Linked DNA regions of Ovis aries: region 1 is linked to region 2. The links are chromatin contacts, called in public Hi-C maps. All regions are on one chromosome and are shown on one strand. The core of a region is the stretch at or near the end of the contact, and the rest is flanking DNA. Distances in the headings are between cores, read along the strand shown. Region 1 overlaps SDC2 (syndecan 2). Region 2 has its middle 100 kb from the start of TSPYL5.

What was found. A called contact is a pair of places that touch in the nucleus more often than the background predicts.
Region 1: a Hi-C map of liver shows a contact between it and region 2, with 9 times the contacts expected there. The contact joins two enhancer-like sites. A contact is called at or near these places in 2 of 16 Hi-C or Micro-C datasets (liver and mixed tissues).

Annotation. Positions count from the first base shown.
Region 1 is chr9:80,514,081-80,518,325 of ARS-UI_Ramb_v3.0, reverse strand. SDC2 (syndecan 2) reads left to right here. Exons shown (of 5, transcript XM_015097914.4): 2 at 3,894-4,005. Among named protein-coding and RNA genes, the nearest start is that of CPQ, 56 kb to the right of the region's middle. Within about 2 kb of position 2,240, at least 4 of the 54 cell types and tissues checked have an H3K27ac peak or open chromatin away from gene starts, as enhancers often do. A contact at or near this core is called in liver, where this site is marked.
Region 2 is chr9:79,860,207-79,864,310 of ARS-UI_Ramb_v3.0, reverse strand. No RefSeq gene overlaps it. Among named protein-coding and RNA genes, the nearest start is that of TSPYL5, 100 kb to the right of the region's middle. Within about 2 kb of position 1,975, at least 1 of the 54 cell types and tissues checked has an H3K27ac peak or open chromatin away from gene starts, as enhancers often do. A contact at or near this core is called in liver, where this site is marked.

The DNA of each region.
Region 1 (4,245 bases), core at 991-3,490, 650 kb before region 2:
TTTTTTATATTAGCAGGGGAGCAATGTGGTCATGTTTAAGAATGGTTCCTTGGCAGATGATGGATTCAAAGACAAAGCCCTGAGGGGTGGCTGAGGAAGGAAGCCTTTGTAACGGTCCAGGCCCAGCATGGCACGGTTGCTGCAGTTTGAAGGGCAGGGAGGAAGCGATAGAGTTGGGAGACAAAGGCAGATTTTACCAGCCTTCAGGCATTACCTCCTCTGTGGAGGTTACTCGGGGCTCGGTTTCCATGGCTGAACCTCCGTTGTGTCCTGCGGTTGCTTTTCCTCTTCATTGTACCTCGGTGCTTTCCACATCTTCCCTCTGCTCTCCCACAGCATGTCTCGAGTCAGCTGAGGGGAGAAGGGTCTGAAAGACCAGCTTTGGTTTTCTTCCAGCTTGTACTCTGAGCCCTGTTAGCCAACAGTATTGACGCTGCCCCTCGGTCACGGCCAGTCCCCAGTGAGACAAATTCGATAGGAAGTCCTGCCATCGAGCTGGGCCTCTGCAAATTTCCTCCCCATTGGTTTCCTTCATCCAGGGGCTCTGTCTCATCGAATGCAAGAGTGTTCCGTGTGTCTTGGGGTTTTCTGCTTAGTGAGGCAAATCACAGTTGGCTGGTGTAGAAGCCATAGTCTTGAGTCACCCCTTTTCTTGGCTTTTGGAAAGATGCGTGTCTTGCCCCCAGGGGATGTGAGTGCAGAATTCATTTCCCTTTCTGGGCATGTTAACTGCAGCAATCCTTTCTGCACAGAGTGTGGAGTCTTCACCAAAGGAATTGTCATGTTTGCAAAGAATTTTTTGTTAAGAGGAAAAGACAGTGGAGGTTTTCTTTGAGCGTTATCTGCTACCGTGGGAAAAGAAGCCTGCTTATATGAGATCAGACTATGGAAGGTTGTGTGTGTGTGTATGTGTGTTTGTGTGTGTGCGCACGCGCATATGCTAAGCTGCTTTAGTTGTATCTGACTCTTTGGAACCCTATGGACTGTACCCACCAGTCCATGTACCCATCTCTGTCCATGGGATTCTCCAGGCAAGAATACTGGAGTGGGTTGCCATGCCCTCCTCCAGGGGATCTTCTCAACCCAGGGATCAAATGTGCAGCTCCTGCGACTCCTGCATTGGATTTTTTTTACTGCTGAGCCACCAGTGAAGCTCTCTATGGAAGGACAGATATTGGCAATTCCTCTTAGGTGCTTGGTGCCCCTGATGTCAGAGGAGGAGATAACTTTTAGTGTGATGTCATAATTATTGGTACCACATCAGACAATGGAGGAACAAATCCTTTTAGCTGCCCTCGAGCACATTAAACATCCCATCAGCCCCAGGACTGCCCTGGAGCCTCGCAGAGCCTGAGGGGCTGAGGGGCTGCCAGCTTCTTTAGATGTGTCCTGAGCCCAAGTCTTGTAGCAGTTCAGGTCCCACAGCCTCCTCCTAAGGAGCTGGTTGTCATAGAGAAGTGAGTTGCTTGTCAAGCCAGCCTGTGTGGTTGAGTCGTGAGGTGGCCACAGTCCTCTGGGAGACGTGTTTTGGCCCATCTGCCTGTGCGTGTGACAGACGTGCCCGTCTAGCAACTGGGTCACCTAATGAATAGACTTGCAGTTTACAAGTAGGGATTAAATATTTCACATGGCCCGTGCCACCTCCAACTTCTTTGACAGAGCCAAGAGGAAAAAATCATTCAGTGTTGAGAAAAGGCAAACAGGTTTCTGCTTTTAAGTTCAAGGTTGCGCAAATAGGTCCCTGTCCATGTGTACAGTTTGGGACTGATGGTCTCCGAGGCTTCGGATGGAAAGATATCAACTGTAGGAGTCCCCCAGGACTCGTGACATGTGTTAACTCTGAAGCCTGAGTCAAAGGCCAGTTTGTTTTAGGTAATCTCAGTCAGCAAATATTTATTGAATCCCCATGCCTTCCGAGAGGGCCAGAGAGCTTAGGTCATTGAGGCCCTGCCTTCTCCAAGTGTGCTCTGCTGAGGGGCCACAGGACAATGCACACCAGACAATAACACCGAGCCTTTGTCTTCAATTGTTCACAGGCTAAAAATCTAAAATAGTAGTTTCTAACAAGGGGACGTGGAAGGTCTGAAAAAACAGAGCCTGTTTTGTAGACTGGACTTGAGAGAAAGAATGAGAGGGCTCTGCCAGTGGAGTTCATAGGACAAAGTTTAATACACACAGGACAGCAAACGGCCCAAGCGCTGTTTGCTGAGCACTTGCTGCCCCCCAGATGGTGTGATTGTGGGGGGTGGGGTGAACTGAGGACGTATGAAGCACAGTCCTTGCCCTTGTAGGAGCTAAGAGACTGCCAGGGTCAGTGACGCCGATGGTGGGGCTGTGGAACCCACGGCTCCTGATACTGTAGGTTCACGAGCTTTGGGAAGCCCGGCCTGGACTGGTGAAAGCCTTGGAGACTGCTATCATGAAGCATGGCCTCAGAGGGCAGAGTTAAGCTCTGACTGTTCTAGGAAAATTCAAGCACACTCTTGTCTCAGGGTGGTCATTCAGTGCCTGCCGGCCAGGCTACTGGGAAACCAGGGCCTCATTAAGGTGTCAGTTCTCAGAACGTGCCGATGTGGCCGCTTGAGCAAAGCAGGCATCCATACCTTCACGGTAGTCGTCACTGAGGCCTGGAGGACACCGGCTTGGGTTTAGGACACCAGCTTGGGTTTAGGACACCAGCTTGGGTTTAGGATACTTCGGTCTCTACAATCAGCTGTCAAAACCCGAGAGAAGAAAGTGGTGCTGTGATGGGGTGGCCCCGGCGTCCTCCGTGGAAGGTTCCAGTCCAGTGACTGCTGGAGCAGAAGAAGGCTTTATTTTATCAATAAAAGGAAATCTGATGAAAGCCACTGTAATGAGGGAAACATTTTTTTGTCATTCCTGTTAAAAACAAACATTCCATTTGATTTTTAAAATATAGGACAATAATGAGTGCTGCCTTTTCCCAAACACGAGGGGTTTTTAGAGGCTTACAGGCTGCTGTATTTGTTTCTGGGCTGTCATGAGATACTGGTGGTAAAATATCAATTTACTGAAACCATTTAAGAAAAATTATACATCTACTCAGCCTCCACTTCATGCAAATGACTCTCTTGACAGGATTAGATTGAATTTTAATACTAAAACTCTTACTGAAGAGCTAAGAAGCTGTGGAACTGGTCAACTTAGCGAATGATCCCTTTCCCTATTCAGTGTGTGATTTGCTGTTACCCAGTGCCAGGAATATAAAAAGAATGTGCTCCTGTGGGTTTATCTGCATTTGTCATTAAGGCTCCACTAAGCCTGTGGGCCCCAGATGCGGCTCGCGGTGGGCTTGCCCTGGTCCACAGCCTCGCAGGCCCTGCTCCTGGCGGGGTGTGGTGCTGGCCTCTGCATGGCCCCCGAGAGCTCCTGGCCATACTGGTGCCTCTCTGAGTGTGGCCAGGCCTGTAAATGTCTAAGGGACCTTGACACATCCCTGGGAGATGATTTTTCCCAAGCACCCTAATGCATCCCCAAGGAAGTCTTAAATGAGTTGACTGTCTTGCAGCTTTTCCAGTCAAGGAGCCTCACGGTGACTTTGGGAAAGCAGATGGCTCCAGCTAGCACTGGGGCCACTGGCACTCAGACAGCTTTAGTAGGAAGTGAGGAAATAAGCCCGTGATAGGTGCTTCTGAGGCATCTTCTGAGGATCCACCGGGTTAGGTTTCCCTCAGGAGCATTGTCTGTGGTCAGCCCTTGACGTCATGTGACTTGTCAGGGTGTGCCGAGGAAAGGTAGGGACAAAAATCAGTTTAAAGGAACAGGAGAGAGGGACAGGTAGTCACTGAGGTATAAGCCTGAACAGTGAGATGAATGAATAAACTCTTTCCTAATTTCTCACCATCCTGAACCCCCTCTCTCTCCTTTCTCAGCGGGCAGAGCTGACATCTGATAAAGACATGTACCTCGACAACAGCTCCATTGAAGAAGCTTCAGGAGTATATCCTATTGACGATGATGACTATGCTTCTGCATCAGGCTCGGGTAAGGCTAGCTACATCCACACTCATCTCTGATCTCTGTGTTTGTGTATGCATGTGCACACACACACAACACACTCTTACACACACACACTCTTACACACACATACACTCACACTCTATTGGAACGTGCTTCAGGGAAGCAAGCAGGAGGCATAACTGTTAAGGGCACACTCAGTGCCTGGGTGTGAATTCTAGCTCCCAGCTACTTGAACTGTGAGATCTTGGAAACATATTTAATTTG
Region 2 (4,104 bases), core at 726-3,225:
TTGGAGTCTTCACTGTCATTATGACCCTCTTTACCAGGATTCTGTAGATAGCTGACAGAAATATACTTTAACTTCACGCACAAAAAGGGGTGGGAGGGTGTGGGTATCAGATAGAATGCAAAGATACTGAGGTATGAGGTGAGCTCAAGGTCTTAGTATAGTGAAGCCTCAGGAATTGAACCGGAGTCTGACCCCTGCTTAGCAATAATTTCCAACCTTTTTCACCTTTCAAGTATTAGACAAAACAATGATATTTCTATGACCCCTGGGGATAAAATAATGAGAATACTTCACACAACAGGGAAGTGACTTACTCCTTGGCACTGATTAGCTGCCCAGATCCAGGCCTCTCTTTAGTCTTTCAATTACCAAGTTCTTAGGAAACAATCAGGCTTCCCTTTTGGCTCACCTGGTAAAGAATCCACCTGCAATGCAGGAGACCTGGGTTTGATCCCTGAGTTGGGAAGATCACCTGGAGAAGGGAAAGGTTACTCACTCCAGTATCCTGGCCTGGAGAATTCCATGGACTGTGTAGTCCATGGGGTCACAGAGAGTCAGACACGACTGAGCAACTTTCATTTTTCACTAGAAAACAGTCATGGCCAACATTTATAGAGTCCTGTTAAGGAAGGCACTGTTCTAAGCACTGTACACGGATTTCATTCATTCATGAAATCTTCACACAATCCTGTACGTTGGGTATTATATATTCCTACAATATGGACAGGAAAACTCAGGACTTAGAGGCTAAATCATGTGCCCAAGCTCACGTGGTCAGCAGTGGAAGCCATGTTGTAATTTACTTTGGCTGGAGTTTGCCCTTTACCCTAAACTAGGGTGCCTCTACTGAGCATCAAAGCTGTCTATAAAAGGAAATGAGTTGATTGGCTGAGCTTGAGTCAGGCACCCATCCCTGAACCAATCAGGGATAAGAAGGGCATAGGATCACACTGGAGAAAGCAACTTGGTGCCCCTACCACACCCAGGGAAGGATGCAGGAAGGGGCTAAACTTAGCTCAGGAGAGTTTTGCAGCTGCCCCTGAGGAACCTCTTCCTCCTCTCTTGCCTCCTCTCAGGGGCCCAAGGCTGACTTAGTTATTCTCTTCAGTTCACAACACATTACTGTCATCGTGTTTCTCTTTCTTTATTTCATCGTATCCCTCTTCTCCCCTTTGTTCTCCACCTGTCCTCAAAGGCAGCCACGCTACTCTGTTTGATAGAAATCATTTCATTTATATGTGTTCTTATATCATACATATTGTTTTGTGTGCATGCATTTTTAATTTACATATATGACATCAGGCTGTAGGGCCCATTCTTTGTCTTCCTTTTGCCATTCGGTCTTGTATTCAAAAGGCATGTAAAAGGTTGCCAGGCTGCCAGCATGCTGTTTCCGACAACAACACATACATATGGTCTGCACCATTTTACTATTCCCCCAACCCATGTCCAGCCCAGGCATGGACAAACGGGTTCTGTGGGTCAGTTCGCCCAACCTGGGAGCCCCCTCTTCTGGCGAGGCCCTTCCCTGCCTGCTGCAGAGTCCCTGCTCTGTGCCCTCACAGTCCACCATGCTCACCTCCGTCACGGCGGAGACCACGGAGCAGCTCAGCTAAAAGTGCAGAAATGGGGCCCAACTGCCTGGCTTCAGAATCCTGTCTTTTTCGCTTCCATCTATGTCACATAGCCTCTCACTATGTCAGCAAAATGATAACCACAGCTACTCATGGGATTGTTGTGAAGATTAAATGAGAAAAATCTATGAAAAGTGCTAAGAACGGTGCCTGGTACAAATTAAGTGCTATTTGTGCATATTATAATAACATTTGTGACATGTTTTGGAAAGGTCTGTTTACATGTCTGTCGCCACCACCAGATTATGAAATCCTCAAGGGCAAGGACCTTGGATTTTGATCTTCTGGGTGCCAGAGGCCCACACATTACATCAACCCAGGGCAGGCTCATTGGACACTCTGTCTTACTCATCCTCTGGTTTGACATGGCTGCAGGCTTTGTATCTAGAAACCAACTGGGTTGAAGAGGGACTAGATAGAACAGATTGGAGACGTGGCTTTAAAAGGGAGAATTTTCCCGGACTCTAAAGCTGTGTAATAGAAAATATAGCATAAGCTGCCACCAACAACCAAGAAGGTCAGCAGGTCACCCAAGACTGGTCTCTAGAGGACATCCTTACCCAGGTTGCTGTATGAACTCGCCTGGAGCATGGCCAGGAACCAGTTCTTGGTCATAAGCCAACATTTTCCGGCTTTGTGTATATTCACCTCAATGTCTTCATCTGTAAAATGGGACTAAGAGCCACTACTTCATTGAGTTGGCCTAGAATTATGTAAGGGAACCATTACCAACTGCTTAGAACCACGTCTGGCATGGCCTCAACTGGCAATAAATACTCTCTCTTCTTAGTGTCATTATCACCAAATCAGTTGTTCCTACAGAGCTGGGAGATGCCACATTCATTTTTTATCTTGTTTCAGGGTCTTGGAATTTTTGTTTATTTGTATGTTTGTTTTTGTATTTATTTACTTATTTGGCATTCTGGTGGGAACTGTGAACAGGTTGTCTGTTGGAAAGTTCTAGCCCTTTTTGCCTTAGCCTCAATGTTTGTGCCCTTGAATTCACAGGTGGATGATACAGCTTTCCATCTTAGAAATTGTCTTAATAACAATATCACTTTCGGGTTGAAAGTTCTCTGAAATCTCAGCTTCCAGCAACCCCCGGTCAGATATTCCCCAGAATATGGGAGGGCACCATTTACAATCACACAACACACTTAAATGGGAATGAACCTCGTTCCTTCTGTTGTTAAAATAAACAAATAAATAAAGGGGAAAAACAATGAAATCAAACCGAGGTCCAGCAGAACTGTCCTCAGAGTAACATAGGTTTTTGCCATGAGCTTTCTAAGCAACATTTAGCTGCTATTGGGCCACGGAAAGACTCTTTTTAACAATGCTTAATTTCATAGGTGGAAAGAAGCCTTCTGGTGAATTACTGGCTGCCCTACACTAGAGCCTTATCTGTAAGAACCATTAGCTACAAAAGAGAGGTTAATTATAAGGAGAACTCCATGGCCTGAGCTGAGGGGTTTTAGTGACACCCAGCGAAGGGGTCAATCAGGTGGCCACGGTTGGTGACAACGGTCCCCTCCCAGCAAAGGCTTTGTGGGGAGTCTGATGCCACATGCACCCTTCGGGCCTGTGCGCGGGCCTGGAGGCCTGGTCGTGTTTGGGTTCATTAGCTGTGGGGACCGTTGCCCACAGGGATCATTAACTACTGGTAGGGGGAAGCGGGCAGGAGCAAGATGAGCAGAATTACTCATTTCTTAAAATGAGGATCTTGGTAAAACTCTGAACAGACCTTGCCCCGGGGGCCGGCTCCCTGGTCCCTGGGATCAGTACGTTGATGGAGACAGCTTTTTCAACATCTTCCTCCCCACTCTCCTCTGTGCCCGGTGCTTCTGCCTTCAGCTGTGCCTGAAAACACACTCAGGTGGGAAGCACTTATTTCCAAGAAACTGCATGAGACATTTTCTTTCAGAAGCCCTTGGAAACTAAATTTTGTGTTTTGTCAAGAACATTGGATTTTGAGCCAGGAACTCAGTTCCCAACCCACTCACTCGTCCTCCAACATTCTGAGGACAAAGCAGAAGCCAGGACAGGCAAAATGTAGTAGCTCACTTCCCAAAGAACTATTTTAATAATATGTATACACACTTCAGAATCCACTGTGCTCATTACTAAGCACCTACTGCATGCCAGACCCTGTGCAACGGACTTTTCCTGATCTTGCTCCCCCATACCCAGAGCATCCGGACCTGCAAGCACGCATGATGCTCAGCAGTTCTGCTGACCACACACTGAGAGTCAGGCTCAGAGACCAGCAGGCTACCTGGTGAATGCAGAGCTGGCATCTTTATCCTTTGACCGCTGTTGGTCCTTTGCGGTTCTTCAACCCTGTTTCAACAGAATAACCCAGACAGGAACTTGCAATGTTCAAATTGTTGCCATAAGCATTCAGGGCTTAAGGGTAGGAATTTTCAAATGGCTCCCTCTGAGTATGAACACTCCGATCTCACCCACCCCA